2 separate regions of the Anas platyrhynchos genome follow, and region 1 is linked to region 2. Evidence: chromatin contacts called from public Hi-C data. All regions are on one chromosome and are shown on one strand. Each heading gives the region's core, a stretch centred on a gene start, on an enhancer-like site or on the middle of the called end of the contact. The rest is flanking DNA. Distances are from core to core; before and after follow the strand shown. Region 1 overlaps HS1BP3 (HCLS1 binding protein 3). Region 2 overlaps LOC101805181 (b(0,+)-type amino acid transporter 1).

Region 1 (5,861 bases), core at 837-3,336, 240 kb before region 2:
GGAGAACAGCATGCGGTCGTGTAATTAAAGTCTGCTGTAATGCATACCCACGAGGTCACCAAGCAACACTGATTCTGGGATGGCTTAACTTGGAAGTGTGCTGTAGAAGCTTAGGTTGTGTTTTCTGTGAGAAGGGATGCTGGGATGCTTTCTGTTCCTGTGCCCAAAGCTGCTGGCTGTTTGAAAGCATAGTGCTGCTGTACCTCCATCTTCTGACAGTGGTAAGAAGTGGGATTTTTAAAAAGAAAGTCACGTTAGCCCTATGTATTTCATGAAATACTGTAAAATCAGGCGTGTTCTTCACTCGCATGCATTGGCTGGCCAAAGTTAGCTCTGAGGCCTCCATTTCCTTGAAATCCAATCTGTAAATATAAAGCATATGAAGCCAGGTTTGAGGTCAGAAATGGGGCATTAAAAGGAGCCTAGGGAAAGGAGGCATTAAATCCCATTAACACTGAGTGGGATGGAATTCTCCCCTGCACATCTGAGAGTCCCAGGCTCGTGTCCTGCAGGCATTTTGCCGCGCTCCTCTCACACACGAGGCTCTTGTGAAGAAGGGGGCAAGGCACATGCATGAGATTTGAGGGATTAGCAGCAAACTTCAGGCTTCCACTTTGAACTTCCCGGTGGTTTTCTTAACCTTCTAGCTATATTTGATCATACTCATCTTACTTATCTGTTCCTGGTGCAAAAAAGCACTCAGCCCATCCCTGTCTCTCTTTCAGTTCTGCCTTGAAAGTTAATTGTTACAGGCAAATAGGGTCCTGACCCGGCAAATATGCACATCCTTTGCTGTATTTGCATGATTAACTCTTTTGAAGTTAAGTAGATCGAGCCTTTGATATTGTGACTTGAGAGAACCCCCTTGAAGTCAGTGCACTCGGGCTGACTTCAGCAGGTGGGGCTTTGGCTCAGCCGCATTCGTGAGTTCAGAGAGGGGCTTGGAGGGGAGAAGATGATTGCAGGATCAAGACCTAGAGGAATTACAGGTAACATAAGACAAATATTTTAGTATTAATCAAATGGGATTTGGTTACCTGATGAGGATTGATGACATAGGCTTTAGACCAACATTTTGGTTTTTAACCTGATGTTTTGGACCATAGAAACCATTGCCTCTTTTCAAAGGTTTGTGAATGGTAACCAGGAAAAGAAAGATTTAATTTTGCCATGTGCTGATGTGCCTTTCTTTTAAAAGATTGTCAGAGGACATCAAAGTGTAGGGGTCCAAAATGGCCATGGTAGGGCCACCTTCTTGACTGGAAAGTTGTGCGAATGCTGTGGGTTCTCAACTTAAGAACCCGGTGAGACCTCGCTGGTGCTGTGCAAGGCCCTTGCTGTGCTGCTGCTTTGGGACAGGGAGAGCCACATGGACCAGGACTGAGGTTGGTACCATCTGCCAGTCTTACTACCTTGGTTTTGGTGCTGGAAATGCAGCAGAGATAGCAACAGAATTGAAGGAAGATGAAGAGCCAGCAGCAGACAGGGTTTGAGGCACAGGAGGCAGAGAGCTGGCGGGGGCTGGAGGTTTCACAGCCTGTGTGGATGGTAGGTTATCCCAGCAGAGGGCATCCCCACACTGTTGGATGTTGGTTTGCAGGGTGTGTTGCAGGCTTTTGGGCACTATGTCAGAATGCTTTGCATGTAGTGTTATTACACTGCACGCTGTGTCTCATGCTATGGTTGGTGGTGGGCTTCGGAGCCCACGCAGATTCACAGCAGCTCGGTTAGCAATGGGATGTGAGGGAGGGCGTGCGTTTACCTTAGGTTCAGTGGTGTAAGTAGACATAAATTGAGATTTATGAATAACTTATGGATTTTGATAGAGGAGGAACGAAAATTGAGAGGGGAGAGAAACAAGTTGTTATGTCTCAGTTCACTCTTCCTTTTGGAGTATTTTATAGCTGTTTTGGCGTGGTCTTGGTGATTGTCTCCTGTCTTCTCATGCTTTCAGGCATTAATGTGTTATTTATTATTGCAATTAATTAGATGATAAACATTTTTCACAAATCAGGCTTGATTTTTTTTTCTGGGCAAAGCATAATATTTATTTTTCAGAAGTACTGGTGATTTCCTCACTGCCCTTACACTCATGGTTACACAGTGTGTTCGGAAGGCACGCTGGTATCATACCCTGTTCTGAGTGCTACTGGGAACCAGCAGACTGAAAATGTACAGCCATTCACAAATTCCAGATTTGCTTTCCCCTCTGTTTTTGGGGTATCTTTCAAAGGGAGGATCGTGTTATCCTGGGAACACCTCTTTATTGCCTTCACTTTAGTTCTTGGCTGCTGAATTGCATGGCAGATCTGCTTGGAGAGGACAATGCTGTTTGCATTTGCCTGTGCTGAATACAGGAGGCAAGTCTAAAATCTTTGTTTCTTATTCCCCTGTCAACTCCGGTTTGTTTTCATGTTTCAGATCTTTGTGATAGGGCTGCTTGCCTTTTATTAGTGGACACTGAACCTGGAGTGATCATTGTACAACCAAAATGCAAACATTTTTCAAATCACCTAGCGTGGTTGATAATTACTCCGAAAGGCAGGGAAGCATGAAAGCTAGGCTGGTTACTATTCTTTGTGGCAATGTCTAGTTAAGTGAGGTAGTCTAGGTGTGTCTGCTAATGTCAGGGCCTGCTCTCTGGCCTGGAGGGCAGCACAGTCTGCCTGCATCCACGGTATTGGACTTTCTTACCAACCCTTACCAACCACAAAGCCTAGCAGTGCCCAAACTGGCTACTGAGTGCTCTGTGCACCAGGCTAAGCCTTGGATGGAAAAAATTATCTGAGGGCGTGCTGCCTGCCCAGAGTCAAAGCTGAGCCAGGCGCTATCAGGTTCCAGTAGACAAGTTCCACTATCAAGTTCCACTTACTGGGAATATGCCCCGATACTGTTTAGTTTGCTGGTAGAGGTGTGGTGGATAGATACTGGGTTAATCTAAACTTGTTTCCCAGTTGCTTCTGTGCTTTTTGTCGGGTTGACTTTCTTTTCTTGGTGGAAGTATTCTGCTTTCTTCCATCCCAAGATGTGGTGCTTGAGTCTCTCCATCTTTTCAAGCACAGTAGTAATTGAGATTCAGTCCACTAGAGTTCACCAGAACAAGTTCCAGGAGGGTAAGTGTTGCACCCTAGCAGAGGATCTGTCCCATACGCTCTCTGCTAGCACTAGTTTTGGAGCTGTTGTTTTGTTTTGTTCTTTAAATAGCTCTGTGTTCATTGAGACACACTAATAGGTTTGGGGGCTGTGGAGCATCAAGATGAATATATTGGCTGTATAATACCACAGTCACATAGCATGACAGTCACTCTCCATTATGCCTCTAATGTCAGTTAGAGAGTGTTTTGTTTGCGTGATTAGATTGTATTTTTTTTTCACATGTTGTTTTGCAGTCCTGAATTCAAAACCGACTGCGGCATAGAAGCCACCCTATTTCTAACCAGCATTCCCATGGTTATTGCTTTCCTTGTATCATGAGCCTTATTTCTCCTGTCTTTGTAGAAGGAATGACTGCTGTGGGCAATTTCTCTTTGTATAAGAATCTGTAGGCCATGACCAAGTCGTTTTCATTCTCTCATGGATAAACTAAGGAGTCAGGGGTCAGCTGAGGTCTGTGCCCTTGGGTTTCTGTATTAGGTGCTGTGCAGGGCAGCAAATGTGCCAGCTGCTTAGGCCTCAACAGCCAGAAGCACACCAAAACCCACCAGGGCTGAGAAATCTGCCTTCTGGCATAGTGGGGAAAAGATTCACTCTGCTTTCTCCATCAGGCATGCACCTGGCTTTGCCTCCTGACTTTTGGAGCTGGTCACCAAATAGCTCATTTTTAGTGGACAAGAATTTTTGCTGTCAGAGAAAAGTATCTGGAGCAGTGATCTTCCCGGTATTTAATTAACTGATGAGTCAGGCAAATGGATGCTGGGTACCTGGCAATGAGCTTCTATTTCATTAGGGAGCAGATTTTAATAACAGAATTAGAAGACCAGCAACAGTGTTTGGGGATTCACTGTGGAGATAACAGGCTCTTACCAGGCTTTATGTAAATCTCCTCGGTAATACATGTTTTCTACTTCAGTTTCCAGGTTTAATGTTTCACAGTGCTTAACCTGTTGCTTGCTGCTCATGTCTCCCTCTTGCCTGTAAAGAAACTTACCCAGACAACATGTTTTGTTGCAGGTCTCCAAGAAATACAGCGAGATAGAAGAGCTCTACCACAGACTGGCAGCCCGGTATCCACAGGTTTCTCTTCCACCCTTGCCTAGAAAAGTTCTCTTCGTGGGGGAATCCGACATTTGGGAACGAAGAGCGATGTTCAATGACATCATGAAATTCATCTCAAAAGACGAGGATCTAGCAATATGTCCTGAGTTACTGGAATTTTTAGGTAACTAAAAGATGTGAGTGTCCCTTTTCCCATGAATGTGATTAATAGAAGCTGCGTTAAGTACTTGACTGAGGTAGCCAAGAACTAGAGAATGCCAGAGTAAAGGCTGTGACTGAAAATATTCTCTTGTGCATCTATAGTGCTGCATAGTCATGTTTGCTGTTATTTTCCCTTCTTTCCAGTGGACACACACCTTACTCAGAAGCACTGATGCCACAATACTTGCTTTGAAGATATCCATTGCACCCTCTCTCATTTCCCTTAGGCATATACCAAAGCTGTACTACAGAACGTGTGAGTTTAGAAGGCTAAATAATCATTTACTGCCAGTGTAGGAATAGACCTTGAAAAGACAGTGCAGGGCTCCTTTAGAGAACAACTGCTCCATGTTTTGCCTGTTTTTCATTCCTAGTAAAACTACTGGGAATTGCTGAAGTGTATACTATTGACCCTCGAAAATATTTGAGTAAAAGTGTGATGCTTTTTTAGTTAAACCTGTTCTCTGCCTTCTTTTTTATATATAATTTTCCTTAGCCTCGTGTCCAGTTCTTGTTGCCCATTCCAATAATCCATACAAGTCCTTTCTTATGTTCCTTGGGCAGAGAAGGGAGTCAGTGAATAAATGGAACAGATGGGCTCTCTGCTCTTAATTCAGCTGAGAGTTGCTGAGCAGGGAATACTCCTGGTGCTGTGCAGGATTCTCAGTGTAGTGTTAGTTTTAAGGAGATGAAGTTGCAAGGTGCTAACAAGTCATCATGTGTGAACTGCCAGTTTTGCAAAGGTGTGAAGCATGGCCAGGTTAGAAGTTCTGTGACACTGACAAGAGCACATCCCTGTAACTAAATCTCTATCAAGCATGAAGTTCACAGTTGAAATCAGCTTCCTAAAGTAAAGGGGGACAAAATTACATCATTTTAGGAAAAGGATTGTGCCAAATAAGATTTGAGAGTTCTCCCCCAGCCTTATCAGTGCTCTCTTGAAAGCAGACCCCTTGCACAGAGAATTTAGAATTCATGTTGCATGAGTCTTCGCTGTATATGGTACAGATGTCTACATCTGAACTGTCTTTATATTCTGTGGACAGATTGTGTGTAAGTAATATGACCTGCTCATCAAAGACTGCCTTAGAATAATATGTCTCACCCTACCAACCCAGGTGGAATTCAGTATATACACTGCAGATCCTCAAGCTAGTGTTCCTTCCTGACAGACATTGGAGATACAGTCAATATATTCTGAGGTATTTAGGTAGAACTAACATGGTAAAACATAGATGTCTACATGCAGCATCCTAGCCTCCACTGCCTACCCTGACCAGCACTCCCTTGCCTATAAAGGGAGGAAAAGACCAATTGTTCAGTGTAGGCACACACATTTGGTTTTGAATTCTACCCTAGGTGATTAGGTACATGCAAGCATGAAAAGCTGGATGAGATGTGTCTCACTTGCCATGTCAGTTTAATAGTCAAAACGATGAAGCCAT
Region 2 (6,123 bases), core at 2,292-4,791:
TCACAGCACGACCTGCACACACGGCAGCTACAGAGCTCTGCCTGCCGCCCCATTTGTTACGTGCTGTGGTAATGAGCAGCAAGGATGCGCTGCCTCTCCCTGCCACTTCTATTAAAAATATCTGATGAAGGAAAGAGAAACTCTGATTTGCATGAGAAGGGGTTGAAATAAGTAAGCAATCATTTTGAAAAATGAGTGTACGCACATACAAGCACCCACGCATGTAGTTAAACCTCCCATCCAAGGAGAGAGGTTGATGCTGATTGTTTATGTTCATGCAGCAAAAAATTGTACGGAATTATTCTTCTTGGATGAAAAACAGAAACAACCACGTCAACTCACTTCATTTTAATGTCCATTTTATTGTAATCATCTTGCCATTCTCTGAGCTTTCAGCCTCTTGTTTTGGCATTATAAGCACCTGTGCTTGTAAACCCTAGGTGTCATAAATAAAAAGAACACTTCATTACAATAATATCTACAGAAAATGAAGTTGGTGAAAAATGTGATACTTGCAGCTTTTCAGCTCCCCTACATCTATATACAAAGCAGGAATATGTAAAGGCTGCTTATCCAAAGTGCTCAGTCTATCTGGGTTCTTTATTATTATTCATATGTCAGTGATGCACAGAAAGGATGGGCTAAGTGGTAAGATGCTTGACTGGACTTTGGGAGAAACAGCCATATTTTCCACACATGTCCTGTGTGACTTTGACCAAGGTGTAATCCATCCTTTGATCTGCTCACCTCCTGTAGTGTACTACACATCCGCAATATCAAACGGGGGCAATAACTCCCGTTCCACGAGAACTGTGTGAACAAGACCAAGGCTGATTTTACTTAGGTATGCAACTACAGGTGGTCAAAGCCACAAATATTGTGCACGTCAAACCTTAAACTTCCCACTTTTTGCATATGGACTGTAGATCTTCACGAAAGCACAGCCCCATGTGGTAGGCCCTATAAATAAGTCAAAGAAACGGAGATTGTTTCCGAAAAAAAACAATAACTGCCAGAATCCATTTTCTGTTGCATTTCTGTAGCTGCTGGTATCTGAGGAGCAGGAGGGGTGGCGTTGCAGAACGAGATCGTAATCAGATACACAGCTCTGGGATGGGCTGGAGGAGGCCTGGAGGATCAAGTGACCCTGTGCCAGGAACGCAGCGCTCGGTATGGGACTGCAGAGCAAACGCTGACAGAAAGTTGACCTGAGTAACATTTGTAATATTGAGACACAATGAGACATTTAAGGGACTAACACCTAGATCTTTTTAGTCTATGACAGGACAGCCCCACACAAAAACAGCATGGGCAAACGGAAAGAAAACAGCATATCATGTTCCTCTTGCCCCTAGAGCAAGAGGAAAAGGGTTGAGACTCAGGATAATGGGAAACTACCGTGACTGCAGTGTGTGAAAAGTGGGTTAGAATTTGAGAAGCTCTGGTGTCACAGTGGGCAGAGCTAGGTGGAAATAATTAAAGGCATTGCCAGGAATGGCTCAGGCTCACAGCCTGCTGTAGGAATAATATTTCACTGTCAGTCTTCTGTTGCCTGGTGCCTTGAAATGTAAGAGCTAAGATTTAGATCTGCTGAGGATGGTCAGCTCTTCTCTGGGTGGAAAACTAAAAAATGTATTCCTTTGGAATCTGAATGTAATCTGTCCAAGGAGAGATGAAAATGAGAAAAACGTGTGCTCAAAATGTTAAGGAAATGTGAGGAGCCATGGGTCTAGACCCTCTCAACTAAAGATTTTGGTGACACATTAATTCTGTTCATTCTCCCTCGCAGAAGACTAATTCCTAAGCCTTGAAAACCACGGTGCTGGAATAAAGCAGGAGGGCCAGGCAGCCATACGCCAGGAGGACACTATCTCAGTTCGCATCCCTGGCTGTCGGAGCAACTTCCAGGAACAACTGGAGATGCAAAGTGACTCGCTGCAAGAAGCGGGGGTGGCACTTAAAGCGCACCAGGGGGAAGTAAAGAATGACGCCGCTGAACATGAACAGAACGATGTAGAGGAACTCGATCTGGGGTTGGTCAATGATGGGAGCCAACACCAGGTACACAGCAGCCATCAGCACAATTATGGGGATGATAATCGGGACCTGTGAAAGCAAAACATCAGAGTAAAGACTCATGTACTCCTTGTGGGTCTGGACAACCCTGAAACTTGTGCAGAAGGCTTTTTAGCTGAAATTCTGCTGCAGCCTGAGGTATTACCCAGAAATCCCAATTAATCCAGGCATCCTGTTTCCCAGCCCACTCCATTCTAAGCTTCTGGCAGGCCTGCAAGAGCTACCCCACCACCACATACCCTAACCCCTTGACTTCCCTGACCTCCCAGACTCAAAGATGCAAACAGCACACAAAACATTACTGCAGAAACAGAACTCCATCTGCCTGAAGCCCATTCAGCCAACAGGTTGGGTCCTCACCCAGTGTCCTAGTCGCAGGACAGAGCCACAGGAGCAAGTGACAGGAAGACCTAACAGAGCACTGCTCTTCTTCATGCTAAGCCCTGCAGGACACTCGCTGTTTCTTCGTACAGCCTGGCAGTGTCAGCCTGTCATCTGTCACCTGGAGGAACCCCATGAAAATGAGGGTACTCATTCCGCTTGTCTCAGGGAAAAGCCACTGTCCCACCCTCACAGTCTCTTGAGCCCCCTGTTCTCCCTGGTCACTAACAAGGCCTTGCAACTCAACTCGCTCACGGCACCAGAGATAAAGCAGGTAACTCCTGATTTCCTTTCACTAAGCTGGTTTGTGGGGGTCAAACCTGTCCCCTGGCCATGGCAAAGGACTTGGGGCATTCTGGCTGAGTTTTCTCTCTTTGGCCAGGCTCTCACACCTGGGCTACCCTCTGAGGAGTGTCACTGTGCTCTCAGAGTGTAACCAGGTGGTTGTGTTGCTGATCAGAATCATCCTAATTTTTTCTCTTAAGTCTTGAAGGAAGAAAGAGAATACGGTAGATATATTTACCATAGTAAGGGGTCATTATTAGTGTATCGAGACAGAGAATTCACACTTGACTTATGGCTGCACACTCACACTATCTCACCCTCTGTAGACTTTTCTGAGACAAAATGTGAAATTAAAAAAGGAAGGACAACCACACTAAATCCATAGACAACTAACCCCAGTGCTCTTCCTTTCCTCATAATGCTGTCTCATTCATTCGAACAATCAAGGAAAAGGGTTGTGGGGGGTCCATGTTATTACTTCACCTTATAAGATCTGGGCAGTTCTGGTTTCTTGATTTTTAAATACAGGAGGCCAGAAATGGTCATGCCATAGAAAAACCATGCTATAAAACTGGAAAAAAAAAATAAAAATTGGGGTGAGATCATACAGCAGTGTCAGTCCTGCCTTGAATACCCCAAATGTACATATCTCCAATTAAACTGGAGAATATTGATATAAATGTAGTAGTCCTTGCATTCATTTCCTTTCCAGCACAAACAATGAGAACTTTGGAATGACTCAAATATTGCAGATTCATTTCAATATGAGGATGAATCACACCCAGTTAAGTCTGTAGTGACAGAAGCATTAATGCATTGCAGAGATGCTGGGTCTTAAGCTCTTTTCCCTGCTTCCCTCCCCAGTATGAGTCAGAAAGCAGTAGTTCAGGTTGAAAAAAAAAAAAATAATAAGAAACAAATAAGCTTCCAAAACAATGCCAAGAACCAGGGTCACAAGGGGATGCAAACAGAAGCGCTGTGCTTACCTGAAAAAGTTCACGATGCTGGTGAAGTTTCCTGACATTACCATTACCAGAGACATAGCGGATGTAAACAGCAGGGCAGGGGAGGGCGTGAGGCACCGCACGTGGGCCATGGACAGGATTTCTGGCTGCAAGCCGAAGCACAACAGCATGTGGTCACCTCACGTTCGCGCAGACACGCACCCATCCCCTCGGCAGCTGGGGGCAGTTCTGCCTGCAGCCAGACCCTCTCTTAGTCATCAGGCGAGCACTGTGATATAAAAGCCATTCAGCTGCAAGGAATGTAAACACGGAGCCCCCCGCAAGGATATTTTTATCATGTCTCACTGATTTCCTATCAGATTGGCTTTGGTTCAGGCAAACATGATGAGCATGGCCCTGCTCTTCTGCCCTCTGTCACCTTGCTCTGGGACTTCTCCTGGGCTGACTGGAAAATAAGACAACTATTCCCAATATATACATGCAGCCAACCATAAAGCAAACCAGAACACAGAGAGGATCACTAGCCTCTTTATTTCTTGGCTCATTGGGAAAGTTTAATGGAAAGGTTTCGTGTTTTATTTTCATTTTCAACCAAAATATCATCCAAGTACTTCTCCTAAAGCTCATAGAAATGGGGCAAGGGGGATGGTTGATTGGTATGGTCACATTCATATCCACAATTTTGTGGACTGCCTGGCACAGAGCTTGCCACGGTGCAGCAGACACTGTCACCGGTAAGAGAAGCCACCACCCCAGTTATTTATATATGTAAAAGATAAATAAACCACTGAAGAGCTATTGCTCTACCAGTTGAATGTATGTGGTGTTTTCCTTTCTGATTTAGTGCCACAAGAAGATAGAGTTGCTCAAAGCAAACCAGACCCCCGTTATGGGGTCCTTACCATATGGCCTTCCCTTGCAGCAATGTAGCACACGCGGCCTCCGCTAAAGAACGTGCCGTTCGATGAGCCAAATGTAGACAGCGCCACCGACAGGGAGATGAGCCATGCCCAGCTGCCCAGGACTTTGTCCCTGAGGTGGGAAAGAATTCACATCATAACATCCAGCACATAGGTGGACCGGTTGCACACCCTAGAACCAGACAGGTTTTTTCTCTCTGTTATTTTCACTGAAAGTTTTCATGTATTTATTTATTTTTTCCCAAAGCCTTTCTAGTGATTTAAAGCCTTCTCTCCATTCCTGTAATATTTAGTTGTTAGTCTCATCCAGAAGCAGCAGCTTTGCTTCCTGCCTGGTGTAGATACATTGCAATGGTGTACAAAGCTGTCACGACACACAAAACGCTTTGTGTGTACACATGCTGTGGTGTGAATCCTGGAGATGCTGCTTTTAGCACCAACAATATTAAAATGGAAAATGCAGAAAGACCATTACCACCAGAGCTGACAAAATATCCTGCATTATAACCCCTTCCCCAACAGGCATAAGAAAAAAAACCCTCTAATCTCACCTGCACTTATTTCTGTTCTGTGGACCAGTTTAGAACCAAAGCAATAGTTTGAATTTCAGAAGTTTGGTTTTAGAACATGCTCAGACATTTGCACTTTGCTTTCTTCAGAACAGAAGAAGTAGCAGGGCTACAAATATTTCGAGGACATATAATTTTCTCACCTAGAAGTGAAGCCTGTCTTTAGGAATGAAACAGCATGAAGAATATTAATTGAGTAATAAGTGCTGGTGGTTTGGGGTAATTATCACATACATGAACAAACACACAAACACAGTCTTCATCAAATTGGCAAAAATCCAAAGTTTGAAAGTGTTTTTCTTTTTTTTTTTTTTTTTTTTTTTTTTTTTTTAGGACAGATTTCCATCCGAATTGTGTGACTTTAAGCCTTATGTAGCAGTTTTTAGTATCACTAATCCCAAATGTTCAAAAATCAAGAGCTGGGCTTTCCAACATTATGGCAGCAGCTTATGTACCATAATAATTTCAAAAATATAGTATGTAAATTTAATATCTGGGTTATGGGCCATTGGGATTCAAGTTATTAAGCTACTTGTCATAGACAGAACTAAAAATTTCCTTTTTTTAAAATGATGAAATGATGAAATCTGGGCATTTCACATGATCACAAGACTCCATAACCTCAAGATCTCAGGGGAAAACAACTTATATCACAAAAATGGTAATAAAATATTTAGCAATTGGGTATTTTGCACTTCTGAGATTAGTGTTGTGCTGCTTGGGCTCTCAAAATGAACTACAGGGGCTGCCATGAATAACTTTGTACACTTTGTATAACATATAATATATATATATATATATTTACACATTTAACATATATATGTGTTATATATATATGTTATACGTGTATACATACATATACAGATATATATATGTATAACATATTATATATATATATATATATATTGAGATCCACACTTCTGTTAA

What was found. A called contact is a pair of places that touch in the nucleus more often than the background predicts.
Region 1: a contact with region 2 is called in a Hi-C map of skeletal muscle, with 4 times the contacts expected there. The contact joins two enhancer-like sites. A contact is called at or near these places in 2 of 8 Hi-C or Micro-C datasets (F1 follicle and skeletal muscle).

What each region holds. Positions count from the first base shown.
Region 1 is chr3:111,074,271-111,080,131 of IASCAAS_PekinDuck_T2T, reverse strand. HS1BP3 (HCLS1 binding protein 3) reads left to right here. Exons shown (of 7, transcript XM_038176433.2): 3 at 4,171-4,378. Among named protein-coding and RNA genes, the nearest start is that of HS1BP3, 12 kb to the left of the region's middle. Within about 2 kb of position 2,086, at least 3 of the 8 cell types and tissues checked have an H3K27ac peak or open chromatin away from gene starts, as enhancers often do. A contact at or near this core is called in F1 follicle, where this site is marked.
Region 2 is chr3:110,830,624-110,836,746 of IASCAAS_PekinDuck_T2T, reverse strand. It overlaps LOC101805181 (b(0,+)-type amino acid transporter 1), which reads right to left. Exons shown (of 6, transcript XM_005012939.6): 3 at 4,610-4,739; 4 at 3,729-3,853; 5 at 3,226-3,313; 6 at 343-2,106. The coding sequence ends at 1,873. Among named protein-coding and RNA genes, the nearest start is that of PUM2, 21 kb to the right of the region's middle. Within about 2 kb of position 3,541, at least 4 of the 8 cell types and tissues checked have an H3K27ac peak or open chromatin away from gene starts, as enhancers often do. A contact at or near this core is called in F1 follicle, where this site is marked.